Regions from separate parts of the Rattus norvegicus genome. Here all the other regions are linked to region 2. Evidence: chromatin contacts called from public Hi-C and HiChIP or PLAC-seq data. All regions are on one chromosome and are shown on one strand. Each heading gives the region's core, a stretch centred on a gene start, on an enhancer-like site or on the middle of the called end of the contact. The rest is flanking DNA. Distances are from core to core; before and after follow the strand shown.

Region 1 (2,700 bases), core at 13-2,512, 520 kb after region 2:
GCTCTTCAAGTGAGAAAGAAGGGAAGAAAAGTTAAACCAACCAATAAGGTGAAATTGAAGAAGAAGAGGAGGAAGAGGAGGAGGGAGGAAAAGGGAGGGGGAGGAGGAGATCACATGTATTGACAGGGTGCACTGTCACTCCCAACTGATTTCTAAAATAACACTTTATTAGAGTATAATCATTATACAGCGCGATGGGTCTCATAATGACATTCTCATTCAAGTATGTCATTAAATATGCTTAAATTAGCAGACTGGGTTTCCTAGACCTTTAGTGTCCTCTGCAGCCTGTGTCTCTTCCGTCTATTGTTATCTAATCTCCTCTTCCCAGCCACACAGGAGAGTTCACAGTTGGGTTCCCCAAAGTCCAGCTCTCTGGCAGTCTTCAGAAATAGTTCCTTCCACGTGCCAGAATTTCAGCAGTAAGTACATGTTGACTGGAACATTGAGCTGCATGCTTTAAAAAAAAAGTCTCCCACTAAATTATACAACATGCAGCTGAGCAAATATTGGAGATGCTTAGAGAATGCATCCCATACGTGTACTCGCAGGATATGCTTTTGGAAAGAGAAGGCTAGCTTCTTCCCCTGTGCTAAATAAGACCAGAGATAGATTGCTCCATTTAAGATTTCCATTAATTCCATTAATAAACTTCTCAGGATATGAAATGTCTCCAGAATGTAGTGAGGCTAAGATGAAAGCCGCATAATTCTCACTGGTGTCAAGCCCAGCAAGCAGGAGAAGATATGCTAATGCGGCCGTTTGCCGCAGGGCTGGTGTTATTTATATAGTGCTAGCTGGGCAAGGGCTGGCTCTGGAGTCTGGAGTGCCGAGAGCATTTGGATCTCCTGTGAGGTGTAGATGTGTGCGCCTGTGCACACAGCATGGGAATTATGAATCCGAGACCTTGGGGAGGGGGTGGGGCAGGCCGCCCTCATTCACGTTTGTATCGAGTATGTGGCTCCCCTTCAAGGTATAGCCATCCAGCATTGTGTTTATTTGACATTCATTCTGGAGCACAGAAAGAAATGGCGATTTGGGGCGGGTGCTGCAATGGGTCGCGTGTGACCCAGCGTTGGAGGGGCTGTCAACCTAAAATTGTCAAATATGCTTCCTTGCCCCTGACCCGTGGCCATAAAAAGCAGCCTTATTTGAGTCTGGAAGAAGCACAGAAGGTTGTTCTGGAAGGCAGGCAACGCTTGGGCTCAGGACCAGGAGTGGGGTGCCAGCCACCGGGCACCTCGGATACGAAGAGAGGTCACGGAAAGCCGGTGTGCCCTGGGCGGGGTTCCTTGCGGTTGTGGGACTTGAGACTGGCAGACGACCCTATCCCCTCATTCCCCGCCAGTGCGGACTCCTTGGGGACCCCTGTCCAGCCCAGAGACCGCCGGGGATCTTGCGTCGGCCCGGGTGTCCCTCTCCCCGCCCCTGCGTCTGTCCAGGCGGCGGCGACGGAGCCCGGCTGGAGGGGGCGCTCGTGCGCAGGAGCGGCGCAGCAGGTGCCGCGGTTACCTCCACCTCGGCGGGGGGAGAGGGGGCGGGCCGGGGCGGGAGGCGGAGGCCAGCTCGGTGAGCCGAGAGCGCGGCCGGCTCCCCAGGCTGGCTGCGAGCTCGCGGCTTCCGGGAGCGCCCGAAGTCCGTGGAGGACCTCCTAACCCGCGGCCGCCCGCGGCTCCAGCACAACGCGCACCGGTGCCCGCAGGGCCCTGAGTCGCGACAAGGGCGCGGGTCGGGCTCCTCCTCCTCCGCGGCCAGCGCGCAGCAGCGGAGAGCCTCGGAGCTCGGCGGGCGCCCGGGCCGCGGCGCGGATGAGCCGCGGAGGCTAAGGGCTCGAACGTCTTCTGCCCGGCGCCCAGGGCGAGGGGGTGCGCGGGTGACATGGGGGTGGCCTGACTCACCGGGCCCGGAGCATTCTCTCCGGCCGCGGGCCCTCCTCCTCGGCGGCGGCGCTGTGCCCGGGCGCCCGCCGAGCTCCGCCGCGCTCTATGCGCCTCTGCGGGCGCCGCGGGCCCTGGCCATGGCGATAGACCGGCGGCGCGAGGCGGCGGGTAGTGGTGCCGGGAGGCAGCCGGCCCCGGCGGAGGAGAACGGCTCCCTGCCGCCCGGAGACGCGGCGGCCTCGGCGCCCCTCGGGGGTCGCGCGGGCTCCGGGGGCAGCGCGGAGATCCAGCCGCTGCCTGCGCTGCACCCCAGCGGCGGCCCGCACTCGAGCTGCTGTGCGGCAGCAGCCGCCCCGAGCCTCCTGTTGCTGGACTACGATGGCTCTGTGCTGCCCTTCCTCGGGGGCCTGGGCGGCGGCTACCAGAAGACCCTGGTGGTGCTCACCTGGATCCCGGCGCTGTTCATCGGCTTCAGCCAGTTCTCGGACTCCTTTCTTCTGGACCAGCCCAACTTCTGGTGCCACGGGGCCGGCAAAGGCACCGAGCTGGCGGGTGCCACTGTCACCGGCCGATGGGGTGACATGGGCAACTGGACCAGCCCCTCAGCCACCCCTTTCTCCACTGCCTCCTGGGGGACCACAAGCAACCGAAGCAACAGCAGCGACACACCACCCCTCCCGTCCCCTCCAGGCAAAGGGAACAACGACTCAAATTGCGAGTGCCACGCGTGGGACTACGGCATCCGCACTGGCCTCGTCCAAAACGTGGTCAGCAAGGTAAGGACCACGACCGCTGCGTCCCCGCGTTCTTCTTGTGAGCC
Region 2 (2,700 bases), core at 167-2,666:
TAGGGCTGGCTCATACTCAAAATAAATGTAAATGAATTCTCCCCTCAAATTAGGTAAATAGATATAATACCAAGAACTTTTCAGATTACCTGAACAGTACTCAGCTGTACAGCCGAAGACACCCATCAAACTAGACTAACATCCTGTAACTGCCACACCATGAACTTAGAAAAACAACAAGCTATGTCTGGTTAAAACCCTATCTGTTCTCTGCTAAGCCCAATTATCACAACAACAATGCAACTTTCAAACATACTTAATAAAAATATGAATTCTCTATCAAGCTGAGTAAAGCAAATGACAGGGGAACACCAAACTAGATTCTTGAGCAAAGAAGCCAAGCTTCTTTGGTGGTAAAGTCATCCTCTGCCACAAGTTGCTGGAGACGGTATCATACGCTTTCCTAAACAGGTTGGAAGCATAGATAATGCAGATGGGGGGTGGGGAGGGTGCCGTTGCCAAACAGTCTTTAATAGTATTCTCTTTAAAGTTGTTTCCAAGCGTAAACGTGGGAAACAAAACACTGCTCTTATTTAAGAGCTAGTCCTTTTGCGTATTCACGGATGTTCTCTTGGCTTCAAGAACTTCTATATTCGCTTAATTATAACACAGACTAGAATGGTTTATAAGTAGCAATAATTCCTAATACTTCTACCATGTCCCTTCCTAAAGGGTGTAGGGCAAAAACTGCCAGGCCTCAAAACCCAGGTAGTCTACCTTACTTTGCCTCAAGTTTGAAAGTTCGAAAGCTGCCAATGAACAGAGAAATACCGGGCTGTGGTTGGAATGAAGAGTAAAGGGCGAAGGACTTCGCTAGCACAATTTCCGGGACAGTCAAAAGTGTGACCCTAGCACTCCTGTCTCTGCTTTTACTATCAGCAGGATCACAAGGATACTATAGGCGTTAGGAAAGTGGGGCTTAGCCTGCCGGCTGCCACTGCCCCTCGGGTCCCTCTTGGATCCCCCATGGGGAGATCGCCGAGGGTTGAGACCAGAGCTCCACGGTCCCCCAGGGAGGAGCAGGAAGGCGCGACCTCAGGGCAGCAGCAGCCACCACGCTAACTGGACCTGTAGAGGCCGCTCGTGCCGCCGCCTCCCGGGGCAACGACGCGCAGCAGGCCGCGCTGCCGGCACCCCAACAGCCGCGGCCCCACCGGCAGCAAAGCCCGGGCGGCTCCCACGCCTCCCGCCGCACCACCGAAGGCGCGCGGAAAGGCAAACTTTGGCTATCGCCCGTTAGGCCTGAACTTTCCCGCCCGTCGCGCAGGTCGCCGCCGTCCCCCGCACGGTGGCCAGGCGGCCCAGCTCCAACCACCCGCACGATGCACTTACTCAGGTTGCTCCCGCAGCGACGGGGGCTCCGTGGCGGCCATCTTGAACTTCCCGACTTCTCCGCGGTGCTGGCGGCGGCTCCGCGAACCGTAGACGCCAGTGGGAGCGGAGGAAGAAGGGAAAAGCAGTCGCGCATGTGCAAAGCACGTAGAGAAAAGCGGCACTCCGAGTCCGCGCTAAGAATCCGGATAGAAAAATTCTGCGTCCGGGGGCGGGGCGCAGGGTGCCGTGATGTAATTTCCGGGGCTAGGGGGCGGACCACGGGGAGATCAAGGCCTTACTCACCTAGAGCGCCAGTCTGTGTGGAAGTTTGAGTGTTTCAGTGCAGGAACCTGCTGGGGAAAAGGAGCAAAGAAAAGGGTCGGATGTTGGTATTGAGAGTGCATTTCTGAGCGCTGATTCTCTATGTGGTCCAGTAGTGGGTGAAAATTGCTCTGTGTCTCTTGTTGCTGCTGATTGATTAGCGGAGAGCTCGTAGACTTGGCCTAATTTAAACACCCAGAAAAACTCCCAGATCCCCCTTTGACCTTGTTCTTTGTGTTATGCTTTATATGGGAATTAAGTTTTCTGCTTCTGAGAAGATTAAGTTGGAGATAATGGACGTTGTCTGATACCGAACTGAGACCAATCTCAGATTTACACACACCATTCTTAAAAGAACAAAATTAAAGCACTTCTAAATGTGCTGATGCTGGCAAACTTTTCCATTGAAGATTTTGATTTTCATCAAGTTCATTTCCACGCTATTATCCATTTGAGAGCGAAATAGACGTTTAAATGCATTCTAAGCTGTTACTGTTAGTAAAAGTTGAAACATTAGCTTAATCATGCAGGAAACGTTTACAAAGTGACAGGCCAAACAGTTCCTTGTTTCTCCCCGCCACCCCCCACCTCCATCCCCCAACCCCCCCATAACCACGCTTCGAAGCCCTGGTATCGGAACGGCCCGATCCAGAGCTGTGGTTTCCGCGGATCGGAGCGGAAGTGAGCGCTCCCCGGCGGAACCAGCTTCCCGGAAGTCATTGGCAGGCTAGAGAGACGCGTGCGTACTGAGGTCCAGGAGAAAGCGTGGGCGTGTTCAAAGCGACCGGCGGTGGTTGTTGCTTTAGTACTGCGGCGGGCAGCTGTAAAGAGGCCTTGCCAGTTCCCAGCTCCTGCTCAACTTGTCCCGCCTCCCGGCCTCAGCCCGGACCTCTCTTCTGCCGCAACGTCAGCAGAGCGGCTTGCCAAGATTGCGTCTGTGCGCACCCCTGGAGCCCTCAAGTAGAGGACCGCCCTGTTCGGTGACACCGTGGAGACCACAGCGCTTGGCAAGCCGCCAGCAGACAATGCAAAAAGTTGAGGCTTTGGAGGCAAGCGTGGCTTTGT
Region 3 (2,700 bases), core at 104-2,603, 700 kb after region 2:
GGTCTCAAGCAATCTCCAAGTGACTTAATGAGCAGCCTGAGAGGCACTAGACACAAACCTCACCTTGGAACACTAAAACTTCAGAGGTCAACATTGCAAGAGTGACTGGGCAGGGAAGAACACTAAGAAACAACAGGCCCCGCGGGAATCACTCAGGATCATGCTCTGAATTCATCTCGAAGTGTTTTTATCAGAGAAATGGCAATCCCCAACCTATCTTATTGTTTTATTTTTTGCTTCTATGTAGTGTGTATGGTATGCATACATACGTGCATGCACGTTCCTAAATTTGGGTGCATATGTATGCAAGTACATAAGCATGTGCCCACACACAAGTGAGCTCATAGGAGTGTATGGGTAAGTCTGTCATCCAATATGTTCAAAGAAGAGACAAGGAGAGGCAGTTTAACTCACTGGTGAAGCACTTGCAGAACACATGCAAGGCCTTAGATTCAATCCCCAGCCATTGAGATCGGGAGGTTCTGGGCACATGAACCGTGGGCCATGGACAGTCAGAGAGCACTAGGCCAAGGACAGCCAGAAAGTACTCAGAATAGGCAGAGTCGCCCATATAGGGATGAAAAGCCACCAGGTGAAGGGGAAAGAAAGTTTGTTCTTGACTTTGTCGGTCAAGTACCTATCAGATGCTCAAATCTAAGTTCCAAGTCCAGTATAAAAGTCGTCTAAACGTAGGTGTGGCAGAAAACTGCCTGATGACAGGCTGGTGCAAGGAGAGCAGATGTTCTGGGGAACTCAGAGTTCAGGGACTAGGCTGAGTTCCCTTTAAGGTGGTCTGACTCCAGGGTTCCCCAAGTCAAGAAGCAGCCCTAGGGGACTCCTGCCTGAAATGTCCAGGAAAGGACAGGGGGATGCGCTGAAGCCTTTAAGAATGTCCCTCAGAGCCACAAGCTGCCAGCCTCACTTCTCCCCAACCCTCCTCAGCAGCTCCCACTCTCTACCCGGACCCTCTCCCTTGGGGTCCACTCGTACCTCCCCCGACCCCTCTACAGCTAGGCCACGCCCCCAGTTCCCCACCAAGTTCCTGGCCCACCCCAGTTTCTATCCAGGCCCCGCCCACACTCACGAAGCGGCTACACATGGCCACAGCGAGGTTGCGTAGATGCGGCGTTGCCCCCACCCACAGGAAGAGCGAGTCCGTTAGCCGCATGACATGAAAGTGGACGAGCTGCTCCCACAGCCTCGCACTGAAGTTGTGAAGCGACACGTCCGCGGCGGCTTGCGGCTCCTCCATCCCGCCAGCCACCGGGCCACAGCCTAGACCAGGCAAGCGCGGGAGACCAGACCAGAAAGAGCGAGCGCCGAAAAGCTGAGCGCTCTTTCACTTTCAGCTGCGCGCGCCGAGGTGGGGTGGAGCGAGCATGAGTGGGCGGGGCCTAGAACGTAGCCTCCGCAGGCTCTACCTTCAGAAAGGTACTATTAGATGACCTATCCTCGCCTAGGGGTCTGACAGCGACCTCTGGGAACCCACTGATCTATCTCTGTCCTTTTCCTTCTCCCCGAGAGGGCATGTTAGTGGTCTGAAGCCACTCTCAGGATCTCCCTTTGCCCAGACATAGGCACACTTTGAGCGCTTTAGCAGCCACCACCTCCCAGTCCCACTCTTCTGTCCCACAGTCTGTATCTCTGCAGCAAGTCTCTGACCTAGCTAACACTACTTAACAGCAATGGTCCTGGGAGAAAGCTTTAAAAAGGAACAGCATAGACCATGGCGGGAGGACAGGCAAGCACATCCTGAGCTGCTATCTTGTAAAGCACGGGTCTTGATCTAACTTCTCTTTGTTTCCTTGAGTGCAAAAATGGAAATACGAGTAGGGAGCCTTTAAGATTTGAGAAGAAGCTGAGAGTGAGTGGGAAGCCCTATGGAGGGTGGTGATATGTCTGCCCCGGGGACCCTTTAATTTTAATTACTAGGACACTAAAGTGTTGGAATGAGACCCTTGGTGGATTGAGAGAGAAGCATAAAAACCTACCGGCTTTGTCAAGCTTTTTACAGCTGACTTGGAGACTTTAGGAACTGCAGGGAGACTGCTTAAATCTCCGGTAACTCTTATTGGATTAAATTGAGATTTAAAATGTGATGTGATTTGAATATTGTTTGTTGCCCACTGAGGATCCATTGTGAGATGTCTTAGTCCCCAAGGGAAATCATGGAATATCATGGGAGATCAGGGGATAGGCCTTGTCTGGAAGACCTAAGTTACAGAGGAAAAGGAAATATTTCTCTGATAGAGCTCCCAAGGTGTTACTATAAAAGCAACAATCCCAGCTGCTGTGGTTAATATTGTTGGAGGCAAAGAGGGTTGCTACACCCCCTGTTACCTAGATATCTATTAAGGGTTTCTAACCAACTTCAGACCATATTGTTCCCAGATAAAAGACAGAAACCTTTAGATTTATAATAAGCTTGAAAGCACTAGAGCTGGGCAGATAGCTACCCTCTACTATTTTGTCAGTTTCCCTATGGTCATCCCAGAGATGTTGCTGGCAGACATTTCACAAGAAGAATGTGCTTCACAAAAGGACAAACTGGTCAGTTGGACGGCATCAAGATTAAATGTTTCTGCTCTTACAAAAATCAGTAAAAAAGCGAAAAGACAAGCCACAGTCTAGAAGAAAAGTATTTATACAACAAATGTCTTAAATAGAATTTATAGTCAGAATATATAAAATATTCCAAAA

Evidence for each region. Hi-C and Micro-C count contacts between places; a contact is called where the count stands out from the background. HiChIP or PLAC-seq counts read pairs in DNA pulled down with a chosen protein or histone mark.
Region 1: a Hi-C map of kidney shows a contact between it and region 2, with 6 times the contacts expected there. The contact joins the promoter of Slc22a23 here to the promoter of Prpf4b in region 2. A contact is called at or near these places in 4 of 12 Hi-C or Micro-C datasets (Schwann cells, kidney, liver and 1 more) and 1 of 1 datasets of contacts at active chromatin or transcription factors (oligodendrocytes).
Region 3: a contact with region 2 is called in an H3K27ac HiChIP or PLAC-seq map of oligodendrocytes, with 5 times the contacts expected there. The contact joins the promoter of Psmg4 here to the promoter of Prpf4b in region 2. A contact is called at or near these places in 3 of 12 Hi-C or Micro-C datasets (the A7r5 cell line, mammary epithelial cells and prefrontal cortex) and 1 of 1 datasets of contacts at active chromatin or transcription factors (oligodendrocytes).

Annotation. Positions count from the first base shown.
Region 1 is chr17:30,748,183-30,750,882 of GRCr8, forward strand. Slc22a23 (solute carrier family 22, member 23) reads left to right here and starts at 1,263. Exons shown (of 11, transcript NM_022624.1): 1 at 1,263-2,656. The coding sequence starts at 2,018.
Region 2 is chr17:30,223,504-30,226,203 of GRCr8, forward strand. Prpf4b (pre-mRNA processing factor 4B) reads right to left here and starts at 1,417. Exons shown (of 15, transcript NM_001011923.1): 1 at 1,333-1,417. The coding sequence starts at 1,373.
Region 3 is chr17:30,922,020-30,924,719 of GRCr8, forward strand. It overlaps Psmg4 (proteasome assembly chaperone 4), which reads right to left and starts at 1,354. Exons shown (of 3, transcript NM_001129879.2): 1 at 1,085-1,354. The coding sequence starts at 1,252.